Regions from separate parts of the Zea mays genome. Here regions 1 and 3 are each linked to region 2. The links are chromatin contacts, called in public Hi-C maps. All regions are on one chromosome and are shown on one strand. The core of a region is the stretch at or near the end of the contact, and the rest is flanking DNA. Distances in the headings are between cores, read along the strand shown.

The links. Hi-C and Micro-C count contacts between places; a contact is called where the count stands out from the background.
Region 1: a contact with region 2 is called in a Hi-C map of leaf, with 2.4 times the contacts expected there. The contact joins the promoter of LOC103631653 here to the promoter of LOC100217253 in region 2. A contact is called at or near these places in 2 of 25 Hi-C or Micro-C datasets (leaf and tassel).
Region 3: a Hi-C map of ear shows a contact between it and region 2, with 1.7 times the contacts expected there. The contact joins the promoter of LOC542081 here to the promoter of LOC100217253 in region 2. A contact is called at or near these places in 2 of 25 Hi-C or Micro-C datasets (ear and tassel).

The regions. Positions count from the first base shown.
Region 1 is chr6:179,199,387-179,202,140 of Zm-B73-REFERENCE-NAM-5.0, forward strand. LOC103631653 reads left to right here and starts at 1,304. Exons shown (of 2, transcript XM_020539677.1): 1 at 1,304-1,917; 2 at 1,997-2,650. The coding sequence starts at 1,474. The coding sequence ends at 2,236. LOC100381568 (pentatricopeptide repeat (PPR) superfamily protein) reads right to left here and starts at 714. Exons shown (of 1, transcript NM_001174393.1): 1 at 1-714. The coding sequence starts at 691.
Region 2 is chr6:178,889,945-178,893,067 of Zm-B73-REFERENCE-NAM-5.0, forward strand. LOC100217253 reads right to left here and starts at 1,293. Exons shown (of 18, transcript NM_001401848.1): 1 at 920-1,293. The coding sequence starts at 958. LOC100279448 reads right to left here. Exons shown (of 19, transcript NM_001329507.1): 17 at 2,867-3,123; 18 at 2,406-2,690; 19 at 1,534-2,300. The coding sequence ends at 1,719.
Region 3 is chr6:179,356,277-179,359,448 of Zm-B73-REFERENCE-NAM-5.0, forward strand. LOC542081 (sigma factor protein) reads right to left here and starts at 1,563. Exons shown (of 7, transcript NM_001351703.1): 1 at 1,229-1,563; 2 at 811-1,126; 3 at 1-46. The coding sequence starts at 925. It overlaps LOC100216801, which reads right to left. Exons shown (of 9, transcript NM_001366821.1): 9 at 2,786-3,066. The coding sequence ends at 2,914.

The DNA of each region.
Region 1 (2,754 bases), core at 54-2,553, 310 kb after region 2:
CCACGGCGTCCTTCACCCGACCCTCCCGGCACAATCCCATCAGCTCCCCAGGCCCCGCTACAGGCTCAGGCGGCGGCGGTGGAGGCGGTGCCTGCTGGTGCGGGGGTGGAGGCCCGTGGTCGCGTGGCAGCGCAGACGGCACGTACTGGCCCGGTGGCGGAGGTCCGTGACCGTGCGATGGCGGCGGCGGTGGCACATGCTGGCACGATGGTGGAGGTCTGTGGCCGTGTGATGGAGGCAGCGGCGGCACAACATGCTGTCCTGGTGGCGGAGGTCCGTGGCCGTGTGGTGGTGGCGGCGGCGGCAGTGGAGGGCCGTAGCCGTGTGGCGAAGGCGGCAAGTGCTGTCCCGGTGATAGAGGTCCGTAGCCGCGTGGCGGCGGCGGCGGCACATGCGGGTGCTGCGGCGGTGGAGGCCCATAGCCGCGGGGCGGCGGAGGCTGCGGGGACCACTGCGGAGAGGGGCCAAGGGGAGGCGGGTTCCTCGGCGGCGCCGACTGCTGCTGGCTGTGGTGGGTAGGGTGGTGGTGGTGAACATGGTTGGGGGCGGCGGCGGCCGGGGTGGGGAAAGGGTGGTAGGCGTGGGACGATTGGGAAGAGGAGAGGGGGCGGGCGAGAAGGTGGAGAAGCGAGCGGTACCTCGCGGAGGAGACGGCGACGGAGCGGAGCGGGCGCAGGTGGATGGCAGCCATGGTCGTGCCGATTGGCGAGGGCTTCGATGAGTTGGGATGGGGTTTAAGCGGAAGGCGAGGAGTGCTGGATCTGGGTGGGGGGAGACTTTTGCGATTATGAAACGTCGCGGATGTGGCTTCGACGAAACGGAGGCATTGGCGAGGGTTTCGACGATATGAAAAACCAGGGGACAGACTCCACTCTGAAATAGACTGACAATCGATATTAGCCGTTGAGAGAACGAATAACCATCCTCCGTCCGCGCGCCGTTGTCTTCTCCCGTTTCCTTCTTCATTCTCCATTCTACGGATCTTCTCTCGTCTCCTTCTACGGATATTGCCTCCTCCCTGGGAGATCTCCTTGCCTGGTATAGGAGTGGTTTTTCCCTCCCCGTTCTCCTCTCTTCTTCATTCTCCATTTACCTGCTGTTGGGAATCTGCAGAACCTCAGCGCCGGATGCAAGCTTCGTACCGACGCCCTGCTGGTACCGCAACAGCCATTGGGCGGGGCGCCGCAACACCCTTGTTCATCTGTGCCATCTCCACGGCACCACGCCCTTGCACGTCTTCGCCTTCTCCATGGATGCATCAGCTGCGGCCACATACACTGAGGTCGACGAGCAGTCCCCCCTAGGTTTGTCTATTTGTTCTTGCTTCAAGCTACCATTAGTTGTCTATTTGTTCTTGCTTCAAGCTACCAGTAGTGTAATACAATCTGAACATTGAATCATGTAGTAGTGGAAGGCATAGGCTTGTCTTCGGGTGTGGATGTAGAAGACGAATCTGTGTTTGATTGGGCTTCTATGGTTCTCGGTGGTTTGTGGGAGGAGGAAGGGAGACGTGATGTTCCTAGTGAGACGCAAATGTATTCGCAACTTGGACTAATTGAAGAGGACGAGGCAGAGGAAAATAGAAGGGATGAAGCCTTACGAGGTGGTACAACTAATTTTGATGAATCGGACCATGTTGATTCAGGAGACCAAAATACAGACCAACCATGTGAGGACTACCTACCGGACGAGAAGAGAGCTAAGTATGATAAAATTAATCCCTCAATGCAGCCAGGCAGTTTGTTTTCGAACATGAAGGAATTTAGAATTGCTATGAGACAGTATGCCATAAAGCATGAGTTTGAGCTTGGAATCGATGTGACTTCGACTACTCGATATGTTGGCTATTGCAAAGGTGGTGATTGTCCTTGGAGGATTTATGCACGGGAGGAAAAGAAAGGATTGCCTACCATCGTGGTAAGTAATTTTCCTTTTTATGTTAGCAATAATTTTTCAATTTTTTGTTGTTTAATAAATCTTGAAACGACATTTGCAGGTTGCTGTCTTGCATGACGTTCATACTTGCACATCTAGTGGCAAGAGGAAGACGACAACACCAAGTAGTGGATGGGTAGCATTTCACGCTATTCCACTACTAATGAAGAAACCCCAAATGGGTGCTAAGGAGTTGCAAGATTTATTGCAGGTTCTTCAGGCTGTTTTTTTGCAGGTTCTGGTACCAGTTCTCGTTTTATTGCGAGAACCGAAGGAAATAAAACATGGTTCCCAGAACTAGCAACAATCTGTGCTTCTCAGAACCGAAGGCTGTTTTCTGGGAACAAAATGGGAACAATCGTTTTCTGGGAACCGAATGCTGTTTTCTGGGAACCATCTACCAACAATCTGAGTATTTACAACCGAAGGCTATTTTCTGGGAACCATGTTTTCTGGGAACCGAATGCTGTTTTCAGGCTATACCGAAGGCTGTTTTCTGGGAACTAATCTGAATTTTGTTCCTAGACAAATGGTTCCCAGTTTCAATAGAGTTTTGTTCCCAGTTTTAAGACAAATGGTTTCCCAAAACTGATCTGAATTTTCTAGGAACCGAAGGAGACAAATGGTTCCCAGTTTTGTTCCCAGAATACAGTTCCCAGAAAATGGAACCGAAGGAGACAAACGGAACCGAAGGAGACAAACTGATCTGCGCAGTATTCCATAAAGCAAGTACGTAGTCTTGACATAATTGTCTTACTGTTGAGCACCAAATTGAGCGCGGACGGTCCGGCCCTGAGGCCGGACGGTCCGCGCCTGTGG
Region 2 (3,123 bases), core at 43-2,542:
GAAACTACCCCATGGGCCAGAAAAAGTTTTACGACTCTTTATAAGGGAATAAGAAATAAATAAACAGTAAGCATACTTGACATGAAATTAGTTTCCGACACAGGTATAGGAAGCCCTATAAATAGTAATGGGACAGAAACAGAAAATATGTTCCCACAGAGACAGTAACAGAAAATGTGCAGAGAGCCAGAGAAAGCCTGTTTATTAATGAACCGGAATCGTTGTCAATGGAATTGCTCAAACTAGCTGCACTCAAGCTTTATCCAATTCCTTCCCTGGGTAGGTGTGCGTGCAGCAGGAACATGACGGTGATCACAGAATATAACCCTGAACGTGGAGTGGAAGCTGTTCCAACATCAACGCCGATTCAGCCGGCTGTAGATAATGAGTCAAAAGGGAAACCAACAGGACCTAGATTTTGCTATAGTTTGTTTTGTTATGTTCTTTTCGGAAGTCAAGCTTGGCGAATGCCGTAAAAGTTCGGGAGTCCATTGCAGAAGACAGGAAAATATCCTGTGCAATCACTTATATTGGTGCAAGCGTGCAATCAAGCGGTTTGGTGCATCTAATCTAGATCTAATGATGACTGTTATTTTATATTTAACCCCTTCCACCTAAAACATAGTACCTATTTTACTTTTAACCTCTTCCATATGAAACCGTTGGATCTAGATTGGATGCTCTGGATAGTTTGATTGCACGTTTGCACCAAAATGAGTGATTGCACAGGATATGTCCTCGCAGAAGACAGAGAGCACAAAGGCTACGGCGTTACAGCGCGCGGCCTAGGCGGCAGCGAACCCTACGCGCAGCAGGCGTGGCTGTAGAGCAGAGCAGGGTTGGTCCGGCTGGCGAGGCGACAAGCAGAACGGAAGAGCGAGAGGGCAGAGCGGAAGAGGCATCAGAGGAGTGTACTCACGGGCGAGGCCGCGGAGAGGCCGGTCATGCGCCAGAACATGGCGGCGGATCCCGCACAGATCTAGGGCTGGTCAGGGTAGAGCGAAGCGGCGGCGGCGGAGTCCGGGCTCACCGCGATCGGCGGGGTGGGGCGCGCGCGGGCGGGCAGAGTTTGCGGCGGTGGACCGGGCAGTGGGATAGGCAGGCGGGCCCGTGCGAGAGAGAGAGAGAGAGAGAGGGGGGGGGGGGGGGGGGGGGGGGGGGGGGGGGGGGGGGGGGGGGGGGGGGGGGGGGGGGGGGGGGGGGGGGGGGGGGAGCGCCAAAGCCCTCGGCTCAGACAGAGAGAGAGGAGAGGGAGGAAGAGCCTGCCGCAGTGCCGCCTGCGCAGCGCTGTGGACTCGCAGCGGCAGGTTCAAATCGATCAAACTAGGGGCTGGGCTGCAGGCTGCTGCCTGCTGGAGGTGCTACTATGAAATGGACAGGGGATGGACTATGCCTCATGGACAGGGTTGGGCCACTATCTCAACTCTCCTACCACAAGACAAGACGGCCGTCTCATTCAGCACATCCCTTTGTTACTGGCTCACGCCGACCCACCTATCAGTTAGGACCATCACAGGATTCACCACTAATTTTAACATTAAGCATTAATAATAAAGAAAAGAAACTGGCACAGCTCAAACAAACAAATCACGATAGGATATAGCATAGGATAGACTGCAGCCACGGCCGAACACTTTGATCGTGCGAGCCGCGGAGGCTACAGCTCAGGGAACAAGTTACTACTTGCTTACAAGCAACGCTTCCATGTTCCATCTACACTAGTGAAGCCTCGTCAGCTCTTCCACCCTCTTGGACAGCTCCTCCACGGGGACGCCCATCGCCTTGGACACCTCCTCCATCTTGCTCCGGCTAAGGTCAAGGAAAGACTCGATCAGGTCACCGTCGAGGAAGTTCCGAGCCTCCGCCGTCTTCTTGTCGTTATGGAAGGACCGCCATTGCTCGTGGCTCAGGTTTCCGACGCCCTTTATGTACTTCACAAGGGTCGACTGGAGCTTCTCCAGGAAGATGTATTGGTCGTGCGGGAGGGAGGCAATAATGCCAATCACCCCGTTTATTGTGCCAAAGATGACCGTAGGGATCTGCCCTATATCCGAGTCTGGAAGGCGCATCACCAGTGAACCGTGGCGGAATCTGTTCACAAACTCCCCAAGGTGGTACTCTCCCACCACCTCAAGCCTGGCCCTTTCGTCATCTGTCGCCGCATCGCTGTTCTTGCGCACCGTGAATAGGTTATAGCTATTCTCCGCCCCAACGTAGACTTCATCATCAAGCATCTCAACTGCAGTCATCCAGTTTGCATTGTAATCCCTAGCACGCTCTTCAATCGCGCTTTCCTCATGCTGCCCAAAAATACACAATAGCAATCAGCCCAACCAACAATTAGGGACTGACACAAAAAAGAAAAATACAAATAATAAGATCGCCAACAGTTAAAAAAGACTCACCTTATACACCAGCAAGGATATTGATTTCATCAGATCGCCAACCACAATGAAGTCACCACGTGTTTGAGTATACAAGGCAAGTATGTGCCCATGGTGGCCACACTCAGACTGCAGCTCATGTGAACCATCCTCGCGTGACATCCACTTATACAATTGAATCTTCTGGTTGATAGCAGCCAACAATTTCCCATTGAATGCATTCAGCGAATAAACTGCTCCTTTGGTTTCTTTCTCCACGATCAATTGCAAGCTTCCATCTTCAACTGCAAATACAAGAATCCGGCCCTACAAGATGTGCCAACACATAAGCATTTTGTGCACGAGAAATAGACAAGGTTCACAGAGAAATAAACTACAAGCAGTAAATTGGACAAGTATTAAAAGGGAGTTAACCAGTATTTTAGCGTATTAAAAGGGAACTGACTAGTATTAGTGAAACATCATGCTTTCAGATAAACTACCTTCGTCGGTTCATTTTCTTCAGGTATAACATATGCAGTTCCCACACAGTAATAAACATTACTATCATCCGCAAACGAACAGCTAATGATGGAGCAGCCACATTCATATTGATCTAGAGGATATACACACAGGGACTCAAACGTCTGATGATCTAGCAGACGTATTAAATGAGTCTCACTTTCCTCCACACTCTGGTTGTACTTGAAACTGCAAAATGCTAGTGTCCTTGATTGCTCCTGGTGACAAATGCGACGTG
Region 3 (3,172 bases), core at 313-2,812, 470 kb after region 2:
GCCAGTGCCGCGAGGGATTCAGAGGAGATTGCCCTTCCTCCGTTCACTGCAGACAACGAAGAAATGGCAAGAGCATGTCATCCTTGGTGTGTGTCTGTGTTGCTGCTGCCTAGCCTACCTGCCGTGCCGTCAGTCCGCGGCAATAGTAATCTTGTACGCCATCAACCAATAGAGAATTCCATGCAGCACACAGGACGACAGGAAAATGCACGTGGAACTAGCGTTGACGAGCAGAGAGAGAGAGAGAGAGAGAGAGAGAGAGCACTGACATGGATGGTGAGACTGCTTTGGGGGCAGCTGGGCCTGCATCCTCATCCACAAGGCGGAGGACGAGGAGGAGGAGGACGGGCAGCACAAGGCGCAGGGCCTGCCATGGATCATCTGCAAACCCATGCGTACTCTCTTTATTTCGTTCGTTTGTTTTCTCCCTCCTCACCTGTACTGTACCCGTGTTGTAGCAATGGTAGCTGCAGGGGATCCTGGGGGAGTGATGAACGGAGGATAGCACAGGAGCAGAGGAGAGGGAGGGATAGAAAAGCCGGGAGGGGAGCCCTATCCTCCGATCGTGTTTGGTTGGACCTTGGCAGCAGGGGAAAAGACGATCGGGGCCGAAAGCGAGTTGCTGCACCGGGATCTTTTTCTACAAGCATCATATATATACGAGCATTCCTCTGCTCGTCAGATATTTATTTTCGTCCTCTTTCAACACTCGCCCACACATTCAGATTCCTCCTCGTCTCTCTCCGCAGAAAAGAAAAGTGCAAAGGGAATCGGAGAAGAGAGAGAACAAATTAAAAGAGATGAATTTACTTGTGATTAACCAGGCGCACTGACGGGGAGTTCCATCATCATTCCGAGCATCATTAGAGCACAGGACAGAATAATCACCCCCAAGGCGATAACAGCAACATCTGCAAGCAAGCATCACACCCCCTTCCGCGGTTGTTGCTGTTGTTACTGTCAACTCCCCTCCGCCGCTTTCCACAAGAGCTGCTGGATCCACCACTGTCACTGACTACGATAAGCACCTCCTCTCCTTCTTCACACATAAAAAGGAGTATGACGACAACCTTGCTGTGGCGGAGGCGAAGCCACGGCCGCAAAATGCTGCTCCGCGGACCGTAGTCTGGCAAAAGACAAAGGGAAAAATATGAGTAAAACTTGGAAATATAATATTACTGTGACAACTCAAAATATCATCTTATTAAGCTAGAGGTGGAGAACAGACGAGGAATTCAGGCGACGCAGGGCCTGGCGTGGAGGAGGAGGGATTCGTCCAACAGCTGGAGTGCGTCTGGTTGCTCGGCCTCGCGCGGCGAGCCTCCATCTGTTCGAAGAAGTGCTCCCGCACGGCAGGGCAGGAGCTCCGAGAGAATCGGCGGCGAGGCCGGACACGGAACGGACGGCGCGGGTCGGAGTCTGTTTGGGTCGCTGGGGGCGTTGGCGGAGCAGCGCGCACTACGTCAGTGAGGGTACGAGGCGCTGGAACGGTGTGAGCGACGGCGGTGCATGCGGTGGCTTGCCTGGGCCGAGACAGACACGGCGGCGGAAACAAATAGATTGGGTTTTTTAGGGTTTCAGAGGAGGCGGGCCGGAGAAGAGACGGTTTTTTATTTTTATCTTTTTTAGAAATCCACACTTTTTTATGAAGTTGGTTAGTTGGACATAACCAATACTAGTCCAATACCCGTTGCGACGACACGCAAATTATTCGATAAAATGTTAGTGTATAATAATTAAATGAAAATGAACAACACATGTATTATCATCGATCTCAATATCTCACAATATCAAACTTAGTTTAAATGAGTGGTGACAAGTATACCTCCAAATGATTGAAACAAACGTAACTTGCAATAATAGATAATTCTGAAAGGACCAAGGTGGTCTTAGTTTTATGAAAATGATGTACAGTAACTTTGGCCAGCATAGACTAAGAAGCTACTTCAATCGCAAAATGGTGAATCTCATCATGGTTCTGTATATAAAGAACACAAAGCTCAAAACTTCAATCGCCTTTGGCAGCACACAAATGATTAGTATCAAGGTTATCGCATCTCCTCACAAAATAAAACATGGAGTACATAAATAGATATAATTGTAGAAACCAATCAGGAACATGTTTGAAAGTGGACACATCAGCTATATATCCATCTTCTATCCTAACAATTTTCAACTCACTTGCAGACTTCATGATCTCATCTTCCTCTGTGATGCCTAGCATGTGTACGGTGATTGTTAAGTTTAAACTTGTCAATCAACAAACTATTAAAAAGACAAACGATCCAATCAATCGGAAACTGATCCAACAAAATTTTAGAATGCAATCACCCTGGCACGCACGACCACCCCTCGACTGTCGTCGGTCAGGCATCCACCTAGCGCAGCGAAGGACGTATTTTCGTTCCCGACGTTGAGACCGCTGGGTGAAGCGCCATCACGACCGTGGAGGCCACACAATTGGCATCCCAAGGCATTCGTCCGGGAGACCCCAACGGTGCAACGATGACGCGTGCGGGGTTGGGATCTTCTAGGCCAGAGACAGGTGCACGCGAGATCATCGTGCGGCAGTCATTGTGGGCCTTATGTACGATGCGACAACGACCTAACGCACTGCAGATTCCATGCGGATTCAATCCAAGGAGATTCCTTCCATGACCTACGCACAAACATAATGTACACTCCTCCGTTGAAGCAAAGATTGCAAGCAAATCTACGAAGGCAGGCATCGGTGCCCAACAAAAAAAAAACACGGAACATTTTTGCTGAGTTTTGCAATTCGGCGTTGGTGGCCCTGCAGCTAAAAACCTTCTTGTTATGATAATGGCCCTCCAGAATTCTGGGAAAAGGTTACAGCATTACATAAGAACGCGGCGACTCGACTGTGCTATGTTTGCAGCTCGGCCTGTCTCTCTACCTGAACCACCATCTTTGGATCGCAGAAATGGGCGTCTGGAGGAACGGAGCGTAGCGGTGGATGTACGGGTTCACAATCCGGCCGATTTTCGCCCAGGTACTCTGGTGATAGCTGGATGTCACGGGAGCATGGTACATCAGCTTCAACACCTGCAAGCATGCCAAGGACAGACAGTTAATATAAGATTGTTAAAAAGAATAGCTGACAGAAGAAGCCTTGCTGAATAGAAGATGACATTAGGAGGGCCTTGACCAT